Regions from separate parts of the Mus musculus genome. Here region 2 is linked to region 1. The links are chromatin contacts, called in public Hi-C maps. All regions are on one chromosome and are shown on one strand. The core of a region is the stretch at or near the end of the contact, and the rest is flanking DNA. Distances in the headings are between cores, read along the strand shown.

Region 1 (6,342 bases), core at 304-2,803:
CATTTGTGAATATGATACACTTGAGTAGCACATCTAATTGAACTAGCAATTTTTGAATTGTGTATATTTCTCAGGGAAGCCTTTTATTTAAATAATACTATATGCAAAGTGTCAGTGGGCTCAACAGAACAGAACAAATAAATATAAGATGATTTCTGTTTAGCCCTCACCTCTTCCCCTGCCCAACTCTACGGATCTATGCTGGACAGGCTGCTTGAACTCAGCCATTTAGTCTTTCAAATTTTTATTTATTTATTACGGAAAAATGGAAAAGAATTCTCAAGAGTGAAAAAGGCTCCAAGGGAGAAATACCCTAGCCTTTTTTGCTCCATTATAAATTCCTTTGAAAGATATGATTTCAAAATTCCTGAATTAGATTCTAAGCTTTGTATCACTTAGAATTTATAACCATTCGTCTGGATTTTTTTTTTCCACCTACATTTATCTGTGCTCACCACCAAGCAACAAAACAAATGTACTATGCTTATTTCTTTCTGTGCACATGATAAAAAAAAAGAAAAGAAAAAAATTCATTTTAAAAAGAAAAACAAAACCAAGAAAACTCTCAAATCCAGTGGGATGGATTGTTTAAGGGCAGACTTTGGAAAACGTGCCCTGCATCACCCTCTCCCTGGTGAGAGGCCATGCACTCTGGACTCTGTTCAGTTAGAATGTACTTCTGAAAGTGCTGTTTCTGTTTTCCTTTACTCTACCCAGTAAAGGGGAATCAAACTGCCATTTAATAGTTTGTGCCTGGAACCAATCTGGATCGACGTGACTTTCCCATCTTCTGTCCTGTGCCCCAGAATCATGTTGAGTCCCTACCAGATATCTGGAAGAAGTCTAAGACCAGTAACTTCAGGTGTAGAGAACACGTGACGCAGTTAAGATTGATGGACAGCCCTCTGTGTGATACTTCCTTGCTGAGAACTGACCACTAGAGTATATGCCTGAATCTCCATCCCTAAGGAGAGGCTGGTGCCAAGTCCGGGCTCATGGACAGATAATGATTATCATTGTAAAATCACTTCAAAGAAAGAGTGGAATTTTGCAGCCGTGAGATCACGGTAGATCTGAGTATAACTTTTGTAGTGTTTCATTAGATTTTCCCCGAATAGTCCAGGAAGTGGCATGCATGAGGCTTTCTGGCCCACAGATTTTCTGTGCTCCTGGCTGAAAAAAAAATCAAGATCCTAAGAAATATGTTTATTGTGCCCATATCTTAAGAAACTCTTACTTGATCTTGGCAGGGCCAGTTCTTGTTTTCAACAATTGAAAACATCTTTGTAAACTGTTTCCAGAAAGCATTTGCAAACACCCCGAAGTAAGGCTACATGCTTATAATTCAGCTCTAAGCCTCAATTAAGGCTGTTGTTGCTGCCTCTAATAGCCTGACACCATAATAATATTATACAGTATCCCGAGATAATGAGAAGAATTCTCCACATCTGCTTACACTCAGAGAACAAAGGAGGACTGGAGGGATACGTCCTGGAGCACTTGCAAAGCACTGACTTTGCAAGTGGATTTTCCCAGGGGTAATTGCTCTGCCACTGTCGATAGTGGCATAACATTCTGCAGAGGTTGGAGGAAGCTTGACACACAGGCTGTTCAGGCCTGGGGTTCAGCAAGGCTCCCCACTGGATGGCTGGAGCTCACACTTTCATGTTAGTTGCAATAGGAAGATAAGGTTTGTGGGCACATTAAAAATGTTCATAGTTTATGTATCTTTCTAACTAGGATTTTTAATATCTAATATCATACCCTGGGTTAGACAAGGGGGAATGTGGTTGAATATGCCTTTTGATACCATTAGCAGTAGGCCTTCTTGGAAGAAGGTTTACAATGGGTTTCCCTTATGTCATGTCCTACATTCCTGGGAAGATAGATGCTCTTGAGAGACATGGACTGATTGGCATTCTCAGTCTTCATTAAATAGGACCGTCAGGCACACTAAAGGAAAACCATTCCCAATTAGAAGTGCAGACGGTAGGAGACATAGTAGCAAGGAAGGAGCCTGTTGTCTGTGCTTCCTGGCCTGCTAGCAGTTCTTGTCTGTTTAACAGAGCTGTAGGAAAGAACACGATTATAATGAACTGAAGGGAAGAAACAATAACTGACTCCAGTGGACACCCACTGGTTGGTTTTCTAGTCAAAACTTCTCTCTGTCCTAACAGAGCTCTCAGGTTCTAGCCGTAGTAATTCGTTGGGTCTTGTACTGACTCGAATGTCCTTGTCACCAAAACTGACACAAAGGTCTAAATACAATGCTGAAATACATGAGTGTGTGGGAGCATGCACATGGAATGTGGTGGGGGATGAAAGGAAAAAGTTCAAAAGGAATGTGGGCTATGATCGGAGTGAATATGTGTGCACCCTCAGCATCTGCAAGTAGAACTTCTGACTCAATGTGTTGGTTTTAGGAGAGGAGACTTTGGGAGATGACTGGTAGGAAGAAAGGGAGCTGTCCTGAGTGAGAGTAGTGTTTTTGTAACAGGGAGCCCCAAGAACTCCCTATGCTTTCTATTGTGTGAGAATGTAATGAGAAGATGGCTTTCTATGAGGGAATGGACCTTACCAGAGACCCTAGAAGTGTTAGAAATACATTTTTTTTTGCTGCTTATAAGTCAGTAGTTTGGTAACACTGACTGAATAGACTCAGGTGATATATTAGCCAACCAGTGTGAGCAACTAAAACTCAAACCCCCTGGGAAACTCTGGTATAACTCTACAATACTTCAGAGCTATTTGGCCATAGACTAAGGGTGATGCTGTATTTATCTGCTAATTCTCTTTGAATTGTGAGTTGAAGAGCGCTTTGAGGGCAGCGAGTGGAACGGGGAGATTACTGACAGGCATTTCCTATAAGCAGCTTTTTTGAACTTACTGAGTGCTGAGGGGATGTGTATGGGTGCCAACAGCTATCGCTGCATGTTTGGCTCCTTCCCACCTCTGTATCTAGGCCCGTGTTATCTTAGAGCCACTGGTACAGTGAGACTCCTTAGACACAGCCTCTGATTTACTGTTTGTCACATGTCTAAAATCAGTCAAGAATCAAACTCGAACCCTAGACTTCAGTCAGCTGATGGGAAAGCCAACTTCTTCTGTAGGCATGAAAAAAAAAAAAAAAAAAAAGAAAAAAAAAAAAAAAGAAAGAAAAGATTGAAGTCCTAGCAGCAGCTAGTGGCTAGCTTGGTAACACATGACTAGAGTTTCCTGAGCTTGCTCACTCCTAACCAGGACTTGAGAGAGAGAGGTGAGCCTGATTGTAGAATCTAAGTCCTCATTGAGCCTGTGTAAGGCTTCCCTGGTTTTTAGGGCTAGGAATTTAGGTGGCCAAGAGCAATAACTTAGGATACCCAAGATATAAGATATAACTTGCTAGACGCATGAAATTCAAGAAGAAGGAAGACCAAAGTGTGGACACTTTACCCCTTCCTAGAAATGGGAACAAAACACCCATGGAAGGAGTTACAGAGACAAAATTTGGAGCTGTGACAAAAAGATGGACCATCTAGTGATTGCCATATGCAGGGATCCATCCCATAATCAGCTTCCAAACGTTGACACCATTGCACACACTAGCAAAATTTTGCTGAAAGGACCCAGATATAGCTCTCTCTTGCGAGACTATGCCGGGGCCTAGCAAATACAGAAGTGGATGATCACAGTCAGCTATTAGATGGGTCACACAGCCCCCAATGCAGGAGCTAGAGATATTACCCAAGGAGCTAAAGGGAACTGCAACCCTATAGGTGGAACAACAATATGAACTAACCAGTACCCCGGAGCTCTTGTCTCTAGCTGCATATGCATCAAAAGATGGCCTAGTCGGCCATCACTGCAAAGAGAGGCCCATTGGACTTGCCAACTTTAGATGCCCCAGTACAGGGGAACGCCAGGGCCAAAAAGGGGGAGTGGGTGGGTAGGGGATTGGGGACCTTTGGGATAGCATTGAAAATGCAAACGAGGAAAATACCTAATAAAAAAATTAAAAAAAAAAAAGAAAGGCATTGTCTCACATTACAGAGGCAGGGTGATGCTTGCTGATGGCTGAAGGAAAGCTATTTCTAGGCTGTCTTAGCTTGTCTGGAGCTTGATGGGACTCCTAGTGGCATTCCTTGGCCTGTAGCTTCATTATTCTACACACACAGACACAGACACAGACACAGACACAGACACAGACACAGACACAGACACAGACACAGACACAGACACAGACACAGACACAGACAAACATACACACACACACACACACACACACACACACACACACACACACACACACCACACACACACACACACACACATGCTATGTCTTCCTGGTACACAAACAAAGCAAGCAAGGGACATTCTGATGACTTACATGGCTGGTGTCATCAGGATGAGTGAACAACCTCCAGGATCAGAAGATGTAGACTGGAGTGATCAATGAAACTATACATGAAAAATACACCCCTTCCCTTTTACACATTGGTTAACGAGTACCCTCAAATCCTTTGTTGAGTCTTGTACTGTTCTGAGCACTAGACTATAATACTGAGCAATGATAGCCATTTCTCTGCCCTCAGGTAGCTTGTGTTCTTGTCAGAGAATAGATACACCAGAGATAAAGCAGAGACACTTGTAAAATGTACACTGCCCCAAGTCATGGCTCAAGGACAAAGCATCAGAGAGACTTGGAGTTTCAGACATGGTGGCCAGAGTGGACCTCACTGGAAAGATGGCATTTGCTTAAATAAGCCCCCCCAGAAGTGGTATTGTTATCCATGGAGATAAGTTCTGGGAAACACAGCATCCACTGTGGCTTTAATCGAAAGTAAGCAAAGATGATCCATAGAAAAGGGTATCTCTGGTCTTAGAAGAAGGGCTCATTGAAGAGGGGCTCTCTGGCTCCTTAAAGGGAGATTCTAGGTAGCATTTGTAGGATTTTGGTTTCTTTTTACCTGGCTCATTCAAGGCACTTAAAGAAATCTATAAACCACTATAGCCATCATGGCAAAGGCTGAGTCCAGCTCATAATGTATGATTTCTGGATGTGTCCTAAAAGTGTTGCAAAGAGAGGCAAGCCTTGCCAACCATTGTGGGGATTCCTTTAGCCTTTGAGGCCTCGGTGTTATGAAAAAGGCCATTGTAATGCCCCTTTGTGATTTATTAGTTCTAACAGCAAACATTGACTTTTAAAAAACCCAAATATATAAGGTGTGACTTGACATTCAAAGACAGCTTCCATAAGCACTCCACAAGACTTAAGTTGCACTTTTCTTTCTTCTAGCCTCCAAGACCTTATGGATGGATAAAAGATATCACAAAATGTTTAGCTCTTGCTGGATGTACCATTGACATAAAGGTTCTTATGCTCTACGTGATCGAGGGCAACTTGTATTTCTTAGCACAAGTTTGCTTACAGTTGCAAATTAAGACAGCAGCAATCAGTTAAGTATACAAAGTGTTTTTATACAAAGTACAGATGATATACATGGGTGCTATACTCTATTACAGTATTTATTAATGGATAATGATGACATGAATCCTAAATGATTGAGAGTTCCCTGTATATGTAATGGTATTGTTAAAACTTACTTGAGTACTTTAATAAAACACTTCAAAATGTGCTGTTGGTTGACAAAATTAAGGTATAGGAATCAGAAGTTGATGCAAATGATTAAATGAGATAAATTATTATGGTGACTATACGAATAAATAATGAGAAGGGTGGGATAGAGAAAAAGAAGATTCAGAAGTGTAAATAAAAGTTTGCTTTTCATATAGGCTAGTGGCAAATGAGTAGCAGAGATGAGATTTACTTTGCCTTGTATTCTACCTTCTTGTATCTTTATCTCTCTGGATGATGCTGATTAACAACTGCTGTTGGCTTTTGCTTTCTAGATTTTAGGAACAGGAAAATAGTAAATTGAAAAACTTCTAAAATGATACAACCTAGAAGCTGTACATGTCAACTCAAATTATTTGCCAGAGTATAGCTGCAAGGGAAGCTGAAAGTTGACTAGTTAAATGCCCCTCATCTCCCATAATTCAACTACTAAATGAAGAATGGCTGATATAGCTGCCTGAGGACAATTAAATTTTTAAAAATGTGGTTTATCACATGAGGATACATAAAATTTAGACCCTAAGAGCTGATAAAACTTTGGAGGTTTTTTTTTTTTTTTAACCTATTTAACAACCACTAGGTAGCAAGTACATAATATTTTCCTTGGGGTGTTAAACTCCAGCTGAAAAGCAAATAATTTACTAGAAATTAATAACAATGTGTGAAGATGAAGTACTGAGGAGACAGAGGGCAGAGGAGCCTAACCCTGTGAGAACACAGGGCAGGAG
Region 2 (6,735 bases), core at 245-2,744, 150 kb before region 1:
GTTTAATTTCTGGCATAAACCAAATCGTCTGAAATCAACTCCAGTGGAAGAAAGACCATGATTAAAACTAACAGAAGGTTCTTCAGAGGCCGCTCTAGTGGCACAGTTTAGTGGCAAATCACAGTGGTGCAGCCTCTCTCTCCCCCTCTCTCTCTCCCTCTCTCTCCTTCCTTTCCTTTCCTTTTTTGCAACTGTGTTTGTTCCTTGTCCTGTGACTACAGTTCCTTGTACTAAAACTAAAGCTGGTGGTGTTTGTTTCTCCATCCCATAATCTGAACTGGCACGGGGACTTGTTGTGGCCAGTGGAATGAAGTCGCACTGAGGGTGTGCCCATTTGAGGCAAGATCCACGGGGCTGACATGTTTCTGCTTGCTCTTTAAAACTTCTGTCATTGCCTTGCGAGCACTCCCAGACTAGCCCGGTGGGAGCTGTAAGACACTTAAAACCAAGTAGTGGTGCTCCATCTTTTACAGCCAAGGTCAGTTTAGACAGTCATTTGATGGTCCCCCATTGCTCCAGACATGTGAGTCTTGTAACGATCAGCAGAGACGCTTCTCTGGCCTCTTAGGGTAGATGAGGAATAAACACTTATGCCACTGGGACTTTGTGGCTGTTCCTCAGCATTGCTCTGACAGTAGCTAACTGATACTGCTTAGACACTGATTACAGGAGTAGACCTCTAAGTGTTGAACTCTCATGATACTCCTTTAGTAAGTGAATGCTGTCTCTAGGTGACCTTTTTCTAGACGCACCTGTAGGGTATTTACTGGGCATCCTTCTTGTGCCCTGTGTTCTGTACTTGTGTGGTCACTTGATTGGATGCATAAAATGTATGGCTCTGTTAATTAAACAAAATGTTTGGTGCAGGCAGGGACCACATCTTTTTCTTGTGCCTCTGTAATGCCTATCACATAGACAGTAGTTACTAGCACATGAGAGAATCAAGGCGCAGGTTAGAGGTCAGATCTCCAATTGTGCGTTTTACTAACTCTAGTTTAAAGATCATATCTGGCCTGTAACCTGTAGTATTAAAACACGAGTAGCTCTTAGTTAAGTAGGACAATTACTTGATGAGAGTTCACACAAACACACACCATCTTTCCGTTTTAGTTATAAAAGAGTTAGTCTCTCACATCATCACCGAACCTTCATCTCTCCAGTAACACAATGACCAGCTTCCTGTCTTCCTAAAAATCTTTTTTTCAGAGAATATACTATCATTAAAATGAGTGTTTATGTAGGAGGCAAAAAGCATTTTAAACCATCACTAAAAAATATCTATACATTTTACAATTTTACAATTCCTTTTCTGTTGGGTGGTAGAGACAGTTGGGTGCAGCCTGATTCTTTGTTTGTGTGTCTCAAGGGCCTCCCCCCTCGCCCCCCCTCCCCGAAGTTGTCCCCTTCTGATTAAACAACTCTTTCTTAGCCTGTGCAAGGTCAAAACTGCTGGAATTAATGCAGCTGTCTGGGCTGGTTCTGTTGCTGTATACTGGTATCACATGAGGTGGCAGGCCAGCTCCAGGGTCCTGGTAATCACCACAGAGCTAGACAGCTGATAGGCTAAGAACACCAAGTTCTCCAGGCAACAGGGAGCTGGGAGTTCAGACACACTGAAATGAACCTTGGAGGATCTGTGACCTCAGTCTGATGGTGGCTAGTAATGAGTCAAGTGTAATTTTAATTTAAAAAGCTTAAGAACCTCCTTAGTGACCAGTAAGTTGCTTCTGCCTTATAACAACAAAAAGACTTACAAGCTGGTAAAACGGCTGACATGCTCTGGGATTAAGTTGCTATCATTCAAGGGACCTGTAGAGGATCTGTGAAATGGTTTAAGCCAGAGCCATAATAATATAAAACAAATTTTCTGTTAAATCTTACAAGATTATAGACTCTGAGCATTTATGTGCTAAAGATGTATACATTTATATATACACATATTGATAAGTAGTTTAAAATACTCTTCCTCAAGGTTCATGAACTTTCAGGTTCGATTAATTTGTTATTTTCTTTCCTTTTGTTCTTTTTTCTCTTACTGTTCTGAGAGTGTTTTTTTTTTTGTTTTTGTTTTTGTTTTTTGTTGTGGCATTGGGGATAAAACCCAAAGCCTCGTGTATGCTAGGCAAGCAATTGAGTAGCATTCCAGCCTTCAATTAACTTGAATGTGTGTGTGTGTATGTGTGTGTGTGTTTATGCATACGTGTGTGCTCAGGGGGACATGCATGTATGAATGTATTTCTGCAGTTGTCAGAAAGGTTCTTTTGAGATGGGTGGCTCACTAAATGTAGAGCTCACCTATTAGCCAGACTGGCTGGCCAACGAGCCCCCAGGATCTACCAATTTCTGCCTCCCAGCATCTAGGATTACAGGCATGTGGCAGATTGTGGCAGTTTTGATGTAACTGCCCCTCAATCAAAAAGAATACACACACACACACACACACACACACACACACACACACACTGGAGATCTGAGCTCAGGTCTGCCTGCTTCTGCAGCAAGTGCTTGCAGACACAGCCATCTTTCCAGCTCCCTTCAACTAATTTTTAATGAATGTAACACATGTATTGGGAAGGCAGCTATGGTAGCGCAGGCCTAAAATTCTAGCCTCTGAGTGGTGGAGTCAAGAAGGATCAAGAGTTTGAGTCTAGATTCAGCTCCAGGGGGACTTTGAGGTCAGCCTGGGTTATGGGAGAAGTTGGCTCAAACAAAACAGAGCAAACAAAACTCCACAAACAACAAACAAAGAAGTATCAGGTTCTGTGTTAAACGTTTAGATAAAAATGTTCTCGCCCAGTGAATATTTAAATGCTTCACTCACTGGATATGCTACATGGATGGAAACTAGAAGTCAGTTAAGAAATAGAATGATTTGCTTGTTTTGCCGGCTATGTTTGGTTTGTATAATCTTTGTTTACATAATACAGGAGCCCATAATCTCCCAGGAAGTTCTCTGTGAGCATTTTACCAGATTTAGCCAATTAATCGACATTCACAGGATGGCAAATCTGAGAGAAGAAAAAAGCTGCGGCCACCTGGCCCGCATGGGATGTTAGAGTGTTGTTTTTGATTGAGGGGCCATTACATCAAAACTCTGTCTTAAACAGGTGTGTCCTGAGGCTTACTAAAGGAAAACTACAAATCAAGCTGATTGATTATCAGTCAAGGCATTTGCTTGCTCCTCTCTGGGCAGTTTGGATCTTGTGGTCCTGTCCATAGATTATAGAGGATTTAAAAAAACAGAACAAAACAAAAAAACCGAAACCAAAACCAAACCAACCAACATCAGCAACAACAAAAACACCAACAAAAAGCCAAACACCACCAACAAAAAAACCCAAGACAAACATCAAACCAAAAGTTAGATAACTGTGCTAGGGTGCACGATACATTGTCCCAACCACTTCATACAGTTTTTATTGGAATAGGAGGCTTTTCCTTTGCTTGCTCTTTCTTTCCTTTCCTTCCTTTCTTCCTTCCTCTCTCTCTCTCTCTCTCTCTCTCTCTCTCTCTTTCTTTCTTTCTTTCAGTGATTATGACAAGGGTAAAACAGGGTTCTAAAGAGTTTCTGTCGAGAGCTAGAGAATAGCTATTTCAGGCTGTGAGGCCATGCAGTCTGCCATAGTTACCTAGCTCTGTAACCGTAGCTCTGGTGTAGCCGTAGACAGCATGGGAATGATCACATGTAGCCGTTCCCCAATGCTAAACTGGTCATGCCAAGAAATGGTGTCTTCCACATTTTAAATTTTTGCTATTCAGGAAATGCAAAAATTATCCATCTATTTGTTTGGCTCATGGATCATAGTTTGTGAACTCCAAGAGAGGCAGAAGCAAAGAGTCTAGTTCTTTCTATATCTTGAATTTCTATATTTGTTTTTATGAAGGCTCACACTGGTTATAGTGCCTCTTTCCAAGCTGTTGGCAGGATTGAATAGGGTGGTGGATATAAATGTGTTTTGGAGACCGTAGAGCACCATACTGATGTAAGATACCGACTATATTATGACTTGAATCAGGAGTGGGTTTCATTACAAGTAGCTGAGGCCTGGATTAATGGTGGCTGAAGCCAGAAAAATGCCTGAGGTTCTCTTAGCTGGATGTACACGTTTGCAGGCTTACCAATGACATTTGCTGTTTTTATCCTGTTAATACATAGATATTGATGATAGTTCTTTTTACAGTGCAAGATGAATATTTATATAGTCATAATTTCATGAACCATGTCTTCACATGATAGTGATCCAAAAACATGGAGGGGTATGAAGAGAGTGTACTGGCTGGTTTTGTATGTCAACTTGACACAAGCTAGAGTCATCAGAGAGGAAGGAGCCGCTGTTGAGGAAATGTCTCCATGAGGTCCAGCTGTAAGGCATTTTCTCAATTAGTGATCAATGTGGAGGGCCCAGCCCATGGTGGGGTGGTCCCTTCCCTGGGCTCTTGTCCTAGGTTCTCGAAGAAAGCAGGCTGAGCAAGCCAGGGTAAGCAAGCCAATAAGCAGCACCCTTTCATGGCCTCTGCATCAACTCCTGCCTTTCGGCTCCTGCTCGGTTTGAGTTCCTGTCCTGACTCCCTTTGGTGATGAACAGCAGTGTGGAAGTGTAAGCTGAATAAACCCTTTCCTTTTGGTCACTGCAATAGAAACCCTGACTAAGACAGAGTGGAAGAGGATCTCTTTAATTGATGGAGAAAGTATGTTCTGGTAGCACCCCTCCCCCAGACTTCACCTCACATTCCCTTGATTAAAGGAGGCCCCACCTAGACCAATAACTAGCAAGTGGGAAGAACAGTGAATTCCCCGAGTCAGGCCCTGCACTAACTGGACAGTCAAGAAGATGGGTGTAGCAATCAATGATGTTGTACATGATTTTTCTTCCCTATTTCAAAACATGTTCCTGGCACCAGGTGAGAGGATTACTGATGCTTGTGTTTCCTGAGATCATTCCAGGGGTGGTACAAGCTGTCTTCACAGACATGTGTAGATGAAGGGATTGTAGTCAGCAGGCAGGGCTAGGCTGGGAGTTGAGACATCCCCCATTTGTGGATAGGATCTCCACATCAGATTGGACGAATCTGAGAAGGAAGCAAAGGGAGATATCTGAACGTTGTCTCCATATGGTTTCTGAAGCACAATAGACAGAGGCAATTAAATACTCGAATATATGCGATGATAAAATGATCCACAGTCATTGCCCCAAGGAATATTTTCATTGCAAAATCTTGTACTAGAAAAGAATAGCTTTGTGGGTGAGTACCATCCTCAGAAAATTTTGTTTAAGAGATTAAAAAAGAGTATGTGAGTGTTTGTCTGCACATGTCTGCACCATGTACATGCGTGGTGCTCGGAGAGGCCGGAAGAGGGCATCAGATTCCCTGGAACTGGAGCTATGATAATTAGGAGTGAACATGTGGATGCTGAGAACTGAACCTGGATCTACTGAAAGAGCAACAAGTACTCTTAACCATTGAGTTGTCGCTGTAGCTCCCTGAAAGCTTAGAAAATATAGCGGTGCTGTGGAGATGATTTAGTACATATGTGTGGGCATGTGTACAAGCCATGGAGCACACATGTGCAGGTTAAAGGGCAACTTTATGGGGTAGGTTCTCCCCATAGCCGCTATGTCTATTCTGGAGTTTGAACTCGGTTTGTTAGGCTCGTGTGAGTAACTCTCTACTTCTTGAGCCATCTCACTGGCCCCCTCCTTGTCTTCAGAACATTTAGATCCAAAAATCTAAACTCATGAGATGCAAGTTAGACATCAACTCATTTGAAATTTAAACTATTCCTCACTTTACATGACTTTGATTTTCCTCTTTAGTACTAAAACATTTTGGAACATTTTAAAATGACTTTGTTAATAAATGCGACATCATGTTACTTAATGTTCATGTATGTATAAATTGTGGATGTAGATACAGACACAGCTCAGTTAGTACAATGAGCTAAGAAGACCTACAAACTGATTAATGAAAAATGATGAGTAAAGTTTCTTAGAGTAAGGTATGCACTCATATGCAGCAAACATCTTAGTGTTTTCAAGGACTATACAGCAAATGATATTTTCCAAGGAATCAAGTTCTTGTTCCCAAAGTATCACAAGGGCCAGTCAAACTGTTCATACAGATCAAATATACTACAATACAGGTGTTCCTCCATTGGATAGAAGTCCCCTCAGCCCCTGAGACTCTTTTATTCCATAAATGTCTTTGACCTTTAGTCTCTCTTCTAATATACTAACATTCTACATTTATAGTAGAAGCATCTTGGCACCAAGGTTCCAAATTTAAAGTCCATTGTTCATACATTTATCCAACCATTGGTTCATTTGTTTAAAATCTCAGACATAGTCTCTGCTAAGGAATTTATAGCTCAGAAAAGATAAACATTAAAAGTGAAGTAATTCTCCTGATGAATGCATGAGTATGTAATACTAACATTCTAAAGCAAGGACCACTGCCTTAGGGCAGGGAAAAATGGAAGAACTTGATTCTCATGGGGGTCAGAGGGAGCTTCTTTGAGGAAGTAATACTTGAGTTGACAACCAGAATGTGACAGAAGTTAAGAAAGTGGGAGGGGCACAGTAGGATGAAAAACACATTTCTATTCCTGAAAGGAATTGCTCACCTAATTGTTTATGCATTCATCTGTCTATCCTCCCACCTCTCTGTCCATCATTGATCTGTATGTCCATCCATCATCTCATCTGTCTGTCCATCCACCCACCCATTCATATGTCT

The links. Hi-C and Micro-C count contacts between places; a contact is called where the count stands out from the background.
Region 2: a contact with region 1 is called in a Hi-C map of Sertoli cells, with 1.8 times the contacts expected there. The contact joins two enhancer-like sites. A contact is called at or near these places in 9 of 39 promoter capture datasets (the 3T3-L1 cell line, 3T3-L1-derived adipocytes, cranial neural crest and 4 more), 2 of 484 Hi-C or Micro-C datasets (Sertoli cells and uterus), 1 of 115 datasets of contacts at active chromatin or transcription factors (embryonic stem cells) and 2 of 9 other capture datasets (embryonic stem cells and pancreatic islet).

Annotation. Positions count from the first base shown.
Region 1 is chr15:7,646,097-7,652,438 of GRCm38.p6, reverse strand. No RefSeq gene overlaps it. Among named protein-coding and RNA genes, the nearest start is that of Gm41264, 87 kb to the right of the region's middle. Within about 2 kb of position 1,553, at least 6 of the 459 cell types and tissues checked have an H3K27ac peak or open chromatin away from gene starts, as enhancers often do. A contact at or near this core is called in Sertoli cells, where this site is marked.
Region 2 is chr15:7,793,735-7,800,469 of GRCm38.p6, reverse strand. No RefSeq gene overlaps it. Among named protein-coding and RNA genes, the nearest start is that of Gdnf, 18 kb to the left of the region's middle. Within about 2 kb of position 1,494, at least 2 of the 459 cell types and tissues checked have an H3K27ac peak or open chromatin away from gene starts, as enhancers often do. A contact at or near this core is called in Sertoli cells, where this site is marked.